Regions from separate parts of the Mus musculus genome. Here region 2 is linked to region 1. Evidence: chromatin contacts called from public promoter capture Hi-C data. All regions are on one chromosome and are shown on one strand. Each heading gives the region's core, a stretch centred on a gene start, on an enhancer-like site or on the middle of the called end of the contact. The rest is flanking DNA. Distances are from core to core; before and after follow the strand shown. Region 1 holds the start of Edem2 (ER degradation enhancer, mannosidase alpha-like 2). Region 2 holds the start of Rprd1b (regulation of nuclear pre-mRNA domain containing 1B).

The links. Promoter capture Hi-C pulls out the DNA fragments that hold promoters and counts their contacts.
Region 2: a contact with region 1 is called in a promoter capture Hi-C map of liver, with 5 times the contacts expected there. The contact joins the promoter of Rprd1b here to the promoter of Edem2 in region 1. A contact is called at or near these places in 2 of 39 promoter capture datasets (liver and pre-B cells).

Annotation. Positions count from the first base shown.
Region 1 is chr2:155,725,338-155,731,864 of GRCm38.p6, reverse strand. Edem2 (ER degradation enhancer, mannosidase alpha-like 2) reads left to right here and starts at 2,390. Exons shown (of 11, transcript NM_145537.2): 1 at 2,390-2,634; 2 at 2,864-2,974; 3 at 5,191-5,230. The coding sequence starts at 2,528.
Region 2 is chr2:158,024,714-158,031,015 of GRCm38.p6, reverse strand. It overlaps Rprd1b (regulation of nuclear pre-mRNA domain containing 1B), which reads right to left and starts at 2,519. Exons shown (of 7, transcript NM_001291134.1): 1 at 1,971-2,519. The coding sequence starts at 2,121. It overlaps Tti1 (TELO2 interacting protein 1), which reads left to right and starts at 2,582. Exons shown (of 8, transcript NM_029282.2): 1 at 2,582-2,642.

The sequences.
Region 1 (6,527 bases), core at 1,141-3,640:
TTAATTAGTGATTGATGGGGAAAGTCCCAGCTCATTGTAGATGGTGTCGTCCCTGGGCTGGTGGTCCTGGCTCCTACCAGAAAGCAGGTTGAGCAAGCCATGAGAAGCAAGCCGGTAAGCAGCACTCCTCCGTGGCCTCTGCATCAGCTGCTGCCTCTAGGCTCCTGTCTTGACTTCCCTCAGTGAACTGTGATTAGGAGATATAAGCCAAATAAGACTTTTCCTGCCCAAGTTGCTTTTAATCGTGGTATCTGGTCACAGCCGTAGAAACCCTGATTAAGACAAGCAGGCTCTCCTCTTAAGCATTAGGAAGGAGGGGAGGGAAACTTTTTCAAAATGTTGGTTTAGGATCAGTGAAACTAGCTTCTGAATTCCAGAAATGGGAGAATAAATTTCTCTTGCTTTAAGCTTCCATGTTGGTGATAATTTGTTCTAGTAGCTTGGGAAACCTATACAGTCTCCCTGTGTTATTATCCAGGTCTTAGTTTCTTTTGGTTTCCCTTCTATCTGGCCCCTCTAAGAAGTATTTAAAAAATATTCTCCTAGTGACTCAGTATTTGCTATGCCATTATTATAGGCATTTTATATGGTTCACTGAATCCTCTAACCCTATTAAGCAGGTATTAATATTCTTCATAATTTATAAATGAGAAAAAAAGGTGAGGCCACACTCCTAATAATACTGCCCCAATTTAACACTGACACATTGACCCTTGACCCATCTATACTAAAACCTTTTTATTGAATTTAGGACCCACTTTGGGTTAGATATGGAGTTTAATTTGTTTATCAACTGATGGCACTTTGGGACACTTAATGAGGGATATTTTCAAGAATGCTGGATTGGGATTGGAGAGATGGATCAATGGTTAAGAGTACTAACTACTCTTCTAGAGCACCTGGGTTGAGTCTTAGCACCACATGGAAGCTCACAATACCTATAATTCTAGACCCAGAGGACTCTACACCCTTTTCTGGCCTCAGAGGTGACCTGGCATGCACAAAATTATGTACAAAATCCTCATGTACATAAATAAATAATATTATTGTGTGCTCCAAACTTGCTTATAACTCTTCACCTATGCTTATGTAAGCAGCCCTAATTAAACCTAATCTACCCCAATCACAACCACAAAAAATGACAGTAGGAGGGGTTTGGGAGGAAAAAGGAGGAGAGAAGAATGGTGAAGGTAATGGGGGAGGGGCGGTGACCAGAACATATTCATACATATATGAAATTGTCAAAGAACAAGAATTAACAAACAAACAAACAAACAAACAAACAACTGGGCCAAAGAAGGCAGAGTCTGCCTGCACTTTGCTCAATAAATGGAGCAGCCATTTCCCTCTGAATTTTTCAGCAAAGAAGAGTTGGGCAATGCTAGAATTAAAGAAAAGTTCAAATTAAAAGGATCTCAAATATCAGTTTAGACAAACCCTTTCATAAATGTGGGTGCTGTGCCTGGAGGATGAGAGGGACTCCTTTAAGGTTATATAGGTTATGTGTGAATGGTAGAGTCGTAATGAACCCCAATCGAACTTCAAATCTAGGGTTGTCTACAGCTCATTCCACTGACCAAAGAGAAGGGGGTTGCTGTAGATAGCGCACTAACAGAGTCTAGGACCTAGCAAGAGAGTGGGGAAACTGGCCCAGATGTTCTTTTTATTTTGTTTTATTTTGTTTTTTCGAGACAGGGTTTCTCTGTGTAGTCCTGGCTGTCCTGGAACTGACTTTGTAGACCAGGCTGACCTCGAACTCAGAAATGTGCCTGCCTCTGCCTCCCAAGTGCTGGGATTAAAGGCGTGCACCACCACCGCCCGGCCGGCCCAGATGTTCTTAAAGGAAGAATGCTGGGTCTTCATTCTCACCAGGGATGGCAGCCACTGAGATGGTCCAGGTAAAGTCCTGGGTTGATTTAGAGACTGAAGGGACCGTGATTTCATGGCACCCTAAAGTGAAAGACCGTCATAAATGTATGAATTCCTAGAACAAAAGGGATTTCTGGAAACCTTAAGGCTTTGGGAAAATAATTCTAGAGTTTACTTACACAATGGTTTGTCAAACCCTGTGTCTATTATAGTCAAAGCCGAACATTTTTCATCCATATTTACATAGGCATCTGCTCAAATCTTGAGTACCTGCTAGCCCCTCCTTTAAAAGGTATTTGGAAAAAAAACAAAAATTAACTAGATGGCGCCTGTAAAGTGCTCCTAACACTTTAATTCACCGAAGGTGCTCAACAAACAGAAACTGGGATTGTGAAAACATTATTAACAGCAGCCACAGCAACCACTGTCTTTAAGACACGTTGAACTCCTCTCTGTAGACCAGAAATCCCGAGATGCTCTTTTGCCAGGGCTCCACCGCCCATTGCATCCTGGGCTTTGTAGTCAGGAAGTGAGAGGCTTCTTGCCCAACGCGCAGGCGTCGTGGTGCGTATCCCCGGAAGAACCAGCCGCGGCTCGGAGGATGAGCTGGTGGCGGTGGCTGCAGCTGCTGCGGCGGCACTGACAGGACACGAGCTCTATGCCTTTCCGGCTACTCATCCCGCTCGGCCTCGTGTGCGTGCTGCTACCCCTGCACCATGGTGCGCCAGGCCCCGACGGCACCGCGCCCGACCCCGCCCACTACAGGTGAAGGGGGCCAGGCTCCCGCTCTCTACGGCTGGGGAGTGGCAAGCGCCCACCGGGTCCCTTCCCTTCCCTCCACCCCAGGACCCCCACCCTGACGTGCTCTGGTCCCGCTGCTGGGCCCTCGGCAGAAATCATTTTGTGGTTCCCATTCTCCGTCCTGTGTCTGGTCCTTTCTCCCGCCTGGTTTTGTGTTCTGGCCCCCTACCTTATTTCTCATCCCTCGAACCAGGGAGCGAGTCAAGGCCATGTTCTACCACGCCTACGACAGTTACCTGGAAAATGCCTTTCCCTACGATGAGCTGAGACCTCTCACCTGTGATGGGCACGACACCTGGGGCAGGTAGAGCCAGCTTGAGGGCCAAGGGGGTTGGCCGGGATCATAGGAGGGCTGGTGGCTTCATGGTCTCACTGATTGTGGAAAGTTTCCGACCTGGGCTGATTCAACCCCGTCCCCTCAGTCCAAACCAGCGCTGTCAGAACTACACAGCTTTTCACAGTACAAAAAAGTCTTGGCTTAACTTGGCAGGCTAGCCCTCTGGACTCACCTCAGCCGAACAGGCAACCACGTATGAGGACTTGGGGACATTTCTGGAGTCACAAAATATTTTGAAAAAACTCCCGGGAGTCAGGAAACTCAACTCCTTCATTTTATAGGTGGGCGCACAGGCCCAGGAGGAACGTTATTCTCCCCACAGTTAAGACCCTTTGTAGTTGGTGTACTCTTTATGACTGAAAAATATTTCCCGTCTAGCTTCATACCAACTCCTCTCACCGCCATACATACAAGTCACCTGATTCATTTTCGTTTAGTAATTCTGTGTTACCATATCATCTTTTCATTTTCACTGGAATAAAGAACCCAGTCGAGCAAAGAATCATTGCATTAGCCAAAACTGACACTAGGGCTGTAATCCTGAGTTGGTTTTTGTTTTGTTTTGTTTTGCTTCGTTTTTATAGAATGATTTATTGATTTAGTGCGCACTGGCTGTTTGCCTGTATCTATAACCATGTGAGGGTGTCAGGTTCCCTGGAACTTGAACTACAGACAGTGTGAGGTGCCCTGTGGGTATGAGATGATCAACCAGTGCTCTCAACCACTGAGCCATCTCTCCAGTTGCTGAGGTCTTTTATTTCTTGCTTGCTTGCTTGTTTGAGATAGGTCTCACATAGCTCAGGCTGGCCTCAGACTTACCACATCGCCAACAATGACCATGAACTTGGGGTGCTCCTGCCTCTCCTTCCCAGGTGCTGGATTGCAGGTGCTCCCTCTCACCCCTGCCTCATTATCCTCGTACTACAAATATTTATACGTGATAGCATGCTCTCTGATGCCAGGGGCTAGGCAAGTAAGCTAGGAACGTGTGCCAATTTTTATTTCTTAGTTGGAACAGAAAGCAAGTGCAAACACATGGCTCACTGAGCAGGATAGAGTCATGCTTGCTGAGTATCTCATTCCTTAGGTCTACAACCTGTGTATGTCCTGTAGATCATTGTAGAATGTTCTCAGTTTATACAATTACACAGGTGTGCATATACGTGTTATGTGTTTATTGAGACAGGATCTTGCTATATGGCCCAGACTAGTTTTAAACTCTCAGGCCTTCTGAATCCCTATCATCCCCCCACCCCCCGTGCTGGGACTGCAGGCATATCTCACACCTGGCTACTGTGTATCTTTGTAAAAAAAAAATCACCTTATTAAAGGTATAATTGCCATGTAATAAAGTACCCCCTTTAAAATGTATAGTAATCACCATCACAACTAGCAGATAGAAGAATACTTCTTTAACCTAAAAAAAAGTGCGCCTTATGTATTATCCCTCTGTGGTTACTGGCCCTAACAGCAGCACATTTGCTTTCTGTCAGTATGGCTTTTTAAATTTTATTAGTAGTATATGTGTTTGCTTTGCATGAATTTAGGCACACCATATGTGTGCAGGAGCCTGTGGGGGCTCCTGGCTAGAGTCCCTGGAACTGAAGTTGCTAGCAGCTGTGAACCCCCACATTGCTGCTGGGAACTAAACTCAGGTCCTCTCCAAGAGCAGTAAGGGCTCTCAAGCCCTGAGCTGTCTGTCCAGCCCCCTCCCAGCACTGTGAAATGCAGATGAAAACATGCTGTGTGGCTTACTTCATACACCGTGTTTTCCACTGAACAGCATGATCATCTTGTTAGTACACAGAACTCCCGATAACCTTAATAATGTCATACATTTGTACTTGTTTGTATCCGTTTGTCTGTCACTCTTCAACTTGTGAGCAACTGGTAGTTTCTAGTCTTTTGATGTCATACGTAACACATTCCCCAACTCTTACCACGCCGTAATTCCGTGCTGCCTCTCTATAGTAGGGAAGAATGCCAGGAGACATAGGTGACCTGTTAATTACAGTACTGCTGCACCAGGCAGTCAAGGGACTCGGAGTTTCCCTCTGATTCCTCTGTTATAACTGTAAGTGGGATGGATAGGGACATGGCTATGCCTCGCTTAGATCTGGGCAGTTGTGAATCTGGTGTTTGATGTTCTTATGAAGCAGCGGGACTTTTTTGTCTTTTCACAGTTTTTCTCTGACGCTAATTGATGCCCTGGACACCTTGCTGGTAAGTATCCCATCTGTTTGTTTCCCACTCTGTCATTGCCCAACCGACATCCTTCCTCTTTTAATAGCTTGTCTGTGGGTGCAAAGTAAATTCCTCCCCTAGGCCTTTCATCTCATGATTCTGAGCCACCAGACTCTGGTTACCCAACTGCATAGGAGGGAATGCCAAGTTCCAAGAGAAACCAACTCGCACAGGTTCATTTGTTCGTTGAGCAAATATTTGCAGGGGGCCTGTGGTAGACATGCATAGCTCAGTGAGAGACAGAGGGACATTGACACCGTCCTTTTCAAAAGCTTATTATATTCTAGTTAGCCACGTGCAGTGACAAAAAGAGAATAACAAAGCCAACCACTCTGTCACATACATGGCTTGTACGAAGTCCTTTACAGGTTATACTAGTCACTTTCTATCATCGCGGCGACCACACGAGAGAGAGAGAGAGAGAGAGAGAGAGAGAGAGAGAGAGAGAGAGAGAGAGAGAGAGAGAGAACATCTTAAAAGGAGGAAGAATGTATTTTGGCTCACAGTCCCAGAGGCCTCATACACGGTGGCCTACCCCATGTGCTTGGGCAATAATGTGGCAGAGAGATGATGCTTTGTCTCATGGTTGATAGGAGTCAGAGATCAGGAGACAGGAATGGGCCAAGGACAAGGTACCCACCCCAAGTTGTGCCTCCCACCCCCAACTTACTTCCTCCACTTGATAAGGTTTCCATAACCTGTGCTGCCTCCTGGGAACCTAGGCTTCGCGCAGCTTGTCATGATTGCTTCTTACTCAAATTGCAACACATGCATTGTGCTATTTAGTCCCTTCCCATAGTCTCCTGGCTTTATTAGTTCATTCTTTTATTCCTTTTTACAGCTGAGGAAATAGGATTCTTAGGAATGCAATGCTGAGAAAGGTAAAAACAGAACTCGGACCTAAACTTAACTTTATGTGACACCAATCCTTGATTGCCTTCTGCCCTGCTTACTCCCTTCCAGGGTTTTGTTGTTTAGCCAGGAAGACCTCAAACTTGGTAATCCTCTTGCCTCAGCCTCCCAAGTGCTGAGATTATAAAGATTTACCAGTATGCCTGGCCACTTCTCATTTTTATACATCTATAGTATTTATATGACTATGAACACTACGTAGATATGGTTTGGCTTATACTTTTTGTTTAATGTTAATTTGTATGTTTCTATCTATCTATCAATCTATCAAATATTTATTGAGGACAGCTATGTACCAAGCATGGTGCTAAACTTTGAAGTCAAAATGGTAGGTTCAAACAGAAATGATCTACACTTACCTGGA
Region 2 (6,302 bases), core at 1,270-3,769, 2.3 Mb before region 1:
TAGGCACAATTCTAAGTGCATTACAGGGCCCTGACAAAACAAACCTAGAGAAAGAGATAGAAGTAAAATGAAGTAAAGGCAAGTGGTGGGATAGGATAGCAGAGGATAGAATGGACTTAAGGTCACTGAGGCACTAGGTACCTGAAAAAGCATTAAGTCTTGGTAGCAGTCCTCCCTGGGCCCATGTCCCAGTTTAGACTGCTGAACAAGCCACTGGTCTTGCTGTATCTTCTATGAAATGGGGATAAGAATGCCAGCCTACTTGCTATGTAAGGCCCACCAGATAAGATTATCAATAAAGGAGCTTCAGCAACAAAAGACTTCTCTAAATGGCTATTTTTCTAGGACTCTAAATAAATAAATAAATGTGAGAAATTGGGAAGGAAGGCTTCACCAGACTGAGATGGGCTGATGATTTCAAGATGATCAAGAGACTCTGCCAAAGGGAATTCAGCAAAGGTCACAAACAGTTTTTTCCTGTCTCCACAGATGCTGTAGATAGGCTCTACCTAATTGCCCCAGAGGGCTGAAGGAAATCCTATGTCAGAATAGCAAATCATAACTGGGAGGCTCTTCAAGAAGTCTAGAGTCCAGTCTCCTGAAAAACCCTGGAGTTTGGTGCCTGCCATGGAGCCTCATCAGTTCAAAGACTTTGACTATCGCACTCTCCATTTCTCCATTTCAGTTTCCTCGTCTACAACAGCCAAGCTTCGACTCTTCAGTCTTCTGCTTAGGAAGCCAGCACAGTGTGAGTTAGCACTGTACCTGCCCGCTGCTCCACACCTGGATGTAGCAACCTGAAGGCAAAGACCAAGCAGTACAGGGCGTTCACCAGTCCTAACTCACCACTTCTATGAAAGCGTGCACTGTGCCCACAGCACACTAAAATGCTTCCTGGATTAGCCTGGCTTCTTACCAGAATCGGCTTTGTTGAGCCCTGTGTTTTCCCCATCTGTAAAATTCCTACTTCAAAAAAAAAAAACCCAAGAATTTAAAAAAACAAAACAAAACAAAAAACAAGCAAACAAAAAAAAAACAAAGAACCATCCAGTATGGTGGCACAAGTCACTAATCCCAGCATTTGGGAGGCAGAAACAGGCGGGTCTGAGTTCGAGGCCAGCCTGGTCTACATAGGGAGATCCAGACCTGTAAAGGCTAAAGGTTCTGTCCCAAAGCAAAAACAAAAGCAACCCGCATAAAGATAGCAGCACATAATAAAGCCACAATAACATAAACTACCATCATCTCCATTTTCTATATAAGGAATAAAGGACATAGAGGTTAAACTGTTGGGTTCAGTGACAGATAGACTTAACTTCCAGACAGTAGCCAGAAACAACTTGCATCCAACACCGGGCCTGGCAAGAAACAGGTAGCGCTCGGGGAATATCGTGAGAGTCTGAATTTAGTGGCAAGGGCAGAAGGCTACCCAATTTACCATCCTGTTCTCAAGTCTATGGATAGTAACTAACACGGAGTCAAGGCTTTGGAAGTACAGGTAAGTTTGTATCCGTTTTACAGATTAGAATACACCGGCACAAGGATATGAAGAAACGTTCCCAGGATCACTTAGCTAGAACACGTTTGCACCAGGTCTTAATGTGGGCAGTCTGACCAGAGACGGCTGGATCGTATTCCAATTGCCCAACACGGGGCTCCCAGCTCCAAACACAGCCACGATTTAAAACAAAAACAAAAACAACTGTCGTAAGGTGTGAGGGGGAAGCCTGATGAGGGAAGGAGCTGAGTAACTTCAAGTCTGGGCATTTGCGCCCTTGGAACTTCAGACGAATCTCCCATACCTTACCGGGCCTCAGTTTCCCTCTCCAAGTCATAAAATAACACCGTTTCCAACCTCAGACCCTCCATCAGAGCCCCAGGCCTGCAAAACAAGGCTTAAGAAGCCACAGGGCTGCGGGAGAGTGGATGAGGGAACACAGCCATGGGAGAGCCGGGGTGCGGGTGATCACCTTTGCGGAGCTCGCGGTGCCACACGGAGACGATGGGTCCTGCGTGCTTGCGGTGGTGGATGAGCCACAGGGAGAGGGTCTGCACGCTCTGCTGAGAGTTGCTCAGCTCTGAGAGCTTCTTTTCCAGCGCCGATTCTGAGAAGGAGGACATGGTGGCGGTGGTGGGGAGCAGCCCGGGCCGCCCGATGAGACGGGGAAAGCGACCGCACTCGGCCCAGGCCTCCGCTGACAGGCTGCAGGGCTCTCCGCCGACTGACAGACAGCTCGGGGTACCAGGTGGGGGGAGGGGACAGGTCTCCGCAGTAACAGCCGCCCGCGCCGCCGCCACAAGATGGCCACCCGACCTCTCACCCCGCCGCCACGGGGGTCAAAGGGCAAGGGCCACAGCCGGGCGCCGAGAGGCTTCGGAGCCGGAGGAAAACGATCCTTAGGAGGCGGCAGTATCCTTGGTCCCTGACTTCTAGCCGGCCAGGCCGAGGGAACAAATCCAGGTCCTCGAACACCGAAAATGCGCTTTAACCGCTCGCGCCCGCGCGCCGGCGCAGTGAGCCTCACCGGAACCCTTTTTCCCGCTCCGCAGAACCTTTCTGGCGCGGCGCGACGCACTACTTAGTCGTCATTTCCGCCTAGGGTGCAGGAGGCGGGAGAGTGAGGGAAAGACTGGAAGACGAGGTAAGAGTGGCGGGAGTGTAAGGGAGCCCAGCCGCTTAGGAGCGTCCAGAAACGAATCCTTAGGACACACTGAGGCAGGAAGCGCGGGAGCTGGGTGTGGGAAGGGCCGCGTCGCTTTGGTGGCTGGCCTAGGCCACACCTCCCTCCGTGCCTGGGCCCCTCTCCCCAGCGCTCCTCTAGTTCCTTTAAAGACACGAACTCTTGGCAGGGCTCCCCACTTTGGTTCCTGTTCTGACTTCCGAAGTGATACCCCTTTTCTCACCTGGTGGAACTGCGCCGTCTACTGACCTCTACTGAGTCTGGCCCCACACACACACAACTTTTTTTTTGGAGGGGTGTGATGGCTCCAAGTGCTTGCTATGCAAGAATGAGGATTTGTGTTCCCATCATTAAAAAGCCCAAGTTGGTGGGCCAGGTCTGTAACTTCAGTGTTCTGGGGCTGAGACAGGAAGATCGCCGGAGCTTGCTAGATGCCTGCTTAACTCCAGGTTCAGTGAAAGACTCAGTCTCAAAAGAATAAGCTGGAGAGTGATTGAGCGGGACACCTGACGTCCTCTGTGCGTGCACCCCCCCCCCAACACACATACCTACAACTCCCTGACGTTGTTGAACTTATTAGATGTGAGTCCCCTCCCAGCCTAAAAGACATTCCTATAGTTGATGCCTGGTTTTCTTAACTTCTCTGTCCCTAATATACATGCTTTGACCCTTCTTCACCTGGAGTGCATCATGATCATAGCTAGTGTAGTTGAGAAGTTTCTATGTGCTAGACACTTTTCAAAGCTATGAGGTAAGTGTTATCGTCTCACGGTTTAACAACTGAGGAAACAGGTTACAGAGGTGTGGTGATCACATAAGTTTCAAGCTCACAGAGCTAAGATCTGAATGAAGAGAGTGTATCTAAGTGTGTCCCAGCATCTGGAATCAAAGCTGAATTCATAGCTGATTGAATTAACGCACAAGTCAACACCTTATAATGATATAGGGAGGCAGAGGCAGGTGGTTCTCCTGAGGGTTCCAGGCCAGCTTGGTCTGTGCAGTAAATTCCAGACCAGCTTTTAAGACCCCACCTTACAAAAAAGCTCGGGCTTTTGAGACCTCATCTAAATAGTTGCTGAGTACTGAGTAACTCATGTTCTGAGTACCCTTTGTACTAAGTCTATGTATCCAGATGTTACTATTTTAAATGTCAGTCCTTAACAACAGTGCTCTGGCACGGGGATTGCTATCACCATTTGATAATGAGAACACATGAGATTCGAGTGAGTTACCTGTCCAGAGCTGCTTGGGCATAGCCAGGAAATGGCAAAACTAGAATTCAGTCAAGGCCTGACTCAGTCAAATCACCTGATCCCAAATTCCTCACATATTAGCCAAAGGTTCCTTCATTCAGTGAATAATTTCTGAGCATCTGTGTTTGAAGCACTGTTCTGGGAAAACAGACAAGCTGTCCCTGCCCTTGGGAACTTGCCTTCTAGAGAAGAGAAAAATGGACATGCAAGTATAAAATGAAACAAAAAAATGATTTTCATAAAAATCCAGGAAGCCAAGGGGGTAGGGAATGCATGGGCTTGAGAAAATGTAAGTTGGTCACATAGAAGTATGTTATATATGCCCTTCGGAGAGGATAAAGTAGCATTTGGTTGCTTGCAAGGAGCTAGAGAACAAGCCATAAGCTATCTTTCCAGATAATGAGAAAACCAACTTCACACCCTTGTTAGCAGTTTTGAGGACTTGAAAAGATGGTATACCAGAGTGATAGAAACCAGAAGGTAGTTAGACATAAAGCCAGAAGAGTATGGAGGGACCGTGTCACGTGGGCACCGGTAGGCACGAGTAAGGGTTTAGTGTTCTCTGAACGGTCAGTAGCAAGTGAGGACAGAGCACTGATTCTTACTGCACTGTTCTGTTGTGGCATTTGCACGCAGGCTTTGCTTACATAAGCAAGGCTATTATGTAGGAGACGAACATAGTACAAGAAAGACAGGAAGGCCAGGTTGTCAGCTGCTGTAATAACCCAGGTGAAAGGGTGACGCAGTCCAGGATTTTGCCGGTGGAGGAAGCAGGAAAAGGACAGAAGGTGGAGATACTTTAAAGGAAGAGATAACAGGATTTGCTGGTAGATTGGGATTAGATATGAAAGAAGGCAAGGAGCCGGGCGTGGTGGCGCACGCCTTTAATCCCAGCACTTGGGAGGCAGAGGCAGGTGGATTTCTGAGTTCAAGGCCAGCCTGGTCTACAAAGTGAGTTCCAGGACGGCCAGGGCTATACAGAGAAACAGAGAAACCCTGTCTCGAAAAAAAAAAGAAAGAAAGAAAGAAAGAAAGAAAGAAAGAAAGAAAGAAAGAAAGAAGGCAAGGGTTGGCCCCAGGAATACTGACCTAAGCAACTAGGAGAACAGAGTTTCTGTTTACTGAGGACAGACAGACAGATGGGTTTGAGCAATGAAAACAGCAGGGTGGACATGTTTGATTGAAAATGCTTATCTAGAAATAGTCACCAGTCACTGCTCAGTGTCTAGGGAATTGCTTCTAGGACACATGTACCCACCACACACACAGGTGCCACATTATGTCTAGGTTATATATAGTATAATATACTACATATATAAATGATGGGTAGACATTGTAACTACTTTTTAAGAAATAAGTAACACTAAGGAACAGACTAGATGTTCAGTACAATGTCAGTGGGTTTTTTGTTTTTGTTTCTTTTAACCAAATAATTATGGTCTGTGCTTGGTTGAATTGGTGGTTTGGGGCTCACAGGTACAGGAGGCCATCTATACAGGTATATAGGCAATTGAATTTATCAGTCTGGAGCTCAAGGGCAAGTTCTGGGCTACAGAAATTGTAGGAGTCATAAGAGAAAAGGTGCAGAGAGAGGCTGAGGCTCAGGACATGTCACAGTTGAAAGGTCGATTTTTATTTATTCTTATAAATATGAGTACACTGTAGCTGTCTTCAGACACACCCCAGAAGAGGGCATCATATCTCATTACAGATGGTTGTAAGCCACCATGTGGTTGCTGGGAATTGAACTCATGACTTCTGAAAGAACAGACAGTGATCTTAACCGCTGAGCCATCTCTCCAGCACCAATCTGTCACTTTTTATGCACTGCTAAAGTGTATGCCGTTATTTAGTTTAGGACTTGGGTGTCTGTAGACGTGAAGGAAATTAGTCTTTAGGTTTTTGTTGTTGCTCTTTATTAATTACTTGTGTTATTAATTACACTGTATGCCTAGCACTCCTATGAATATCAGAGGGCAACTTGCAGAAGTTGGTTTTCCCCTTCCCACCATGTGGTCCTGGGGATGGAAGTCAGGTTGTCAGGCTTGGTAGTAAGCACCTCTACCCACTGAGCCATTTCTTCAGCAACCCTCCCCCCTTAAGCATCTTAAAGTGTTTTTGTTTATGTTTGTTTACTTTGTGTGTGCATGGGTGTATGTGTGTACATGTGCATGTGTGCATGCCCATGTTGAGGTCAGAAGTCAACTTTTCAGAGGTAGGCCTGTCTCTGCTTCCTAAGTGCCGGGATTAAAATTTTATGCCACCAAGCCTGACTCTGACCTTAGTGTTTAGCTTTGGTACTGTTTTGTGCTGTTTTTGGTTTGGGTATCGGCATCCTACTGACTTTAAAAAAAATGGCAGGTGTTTC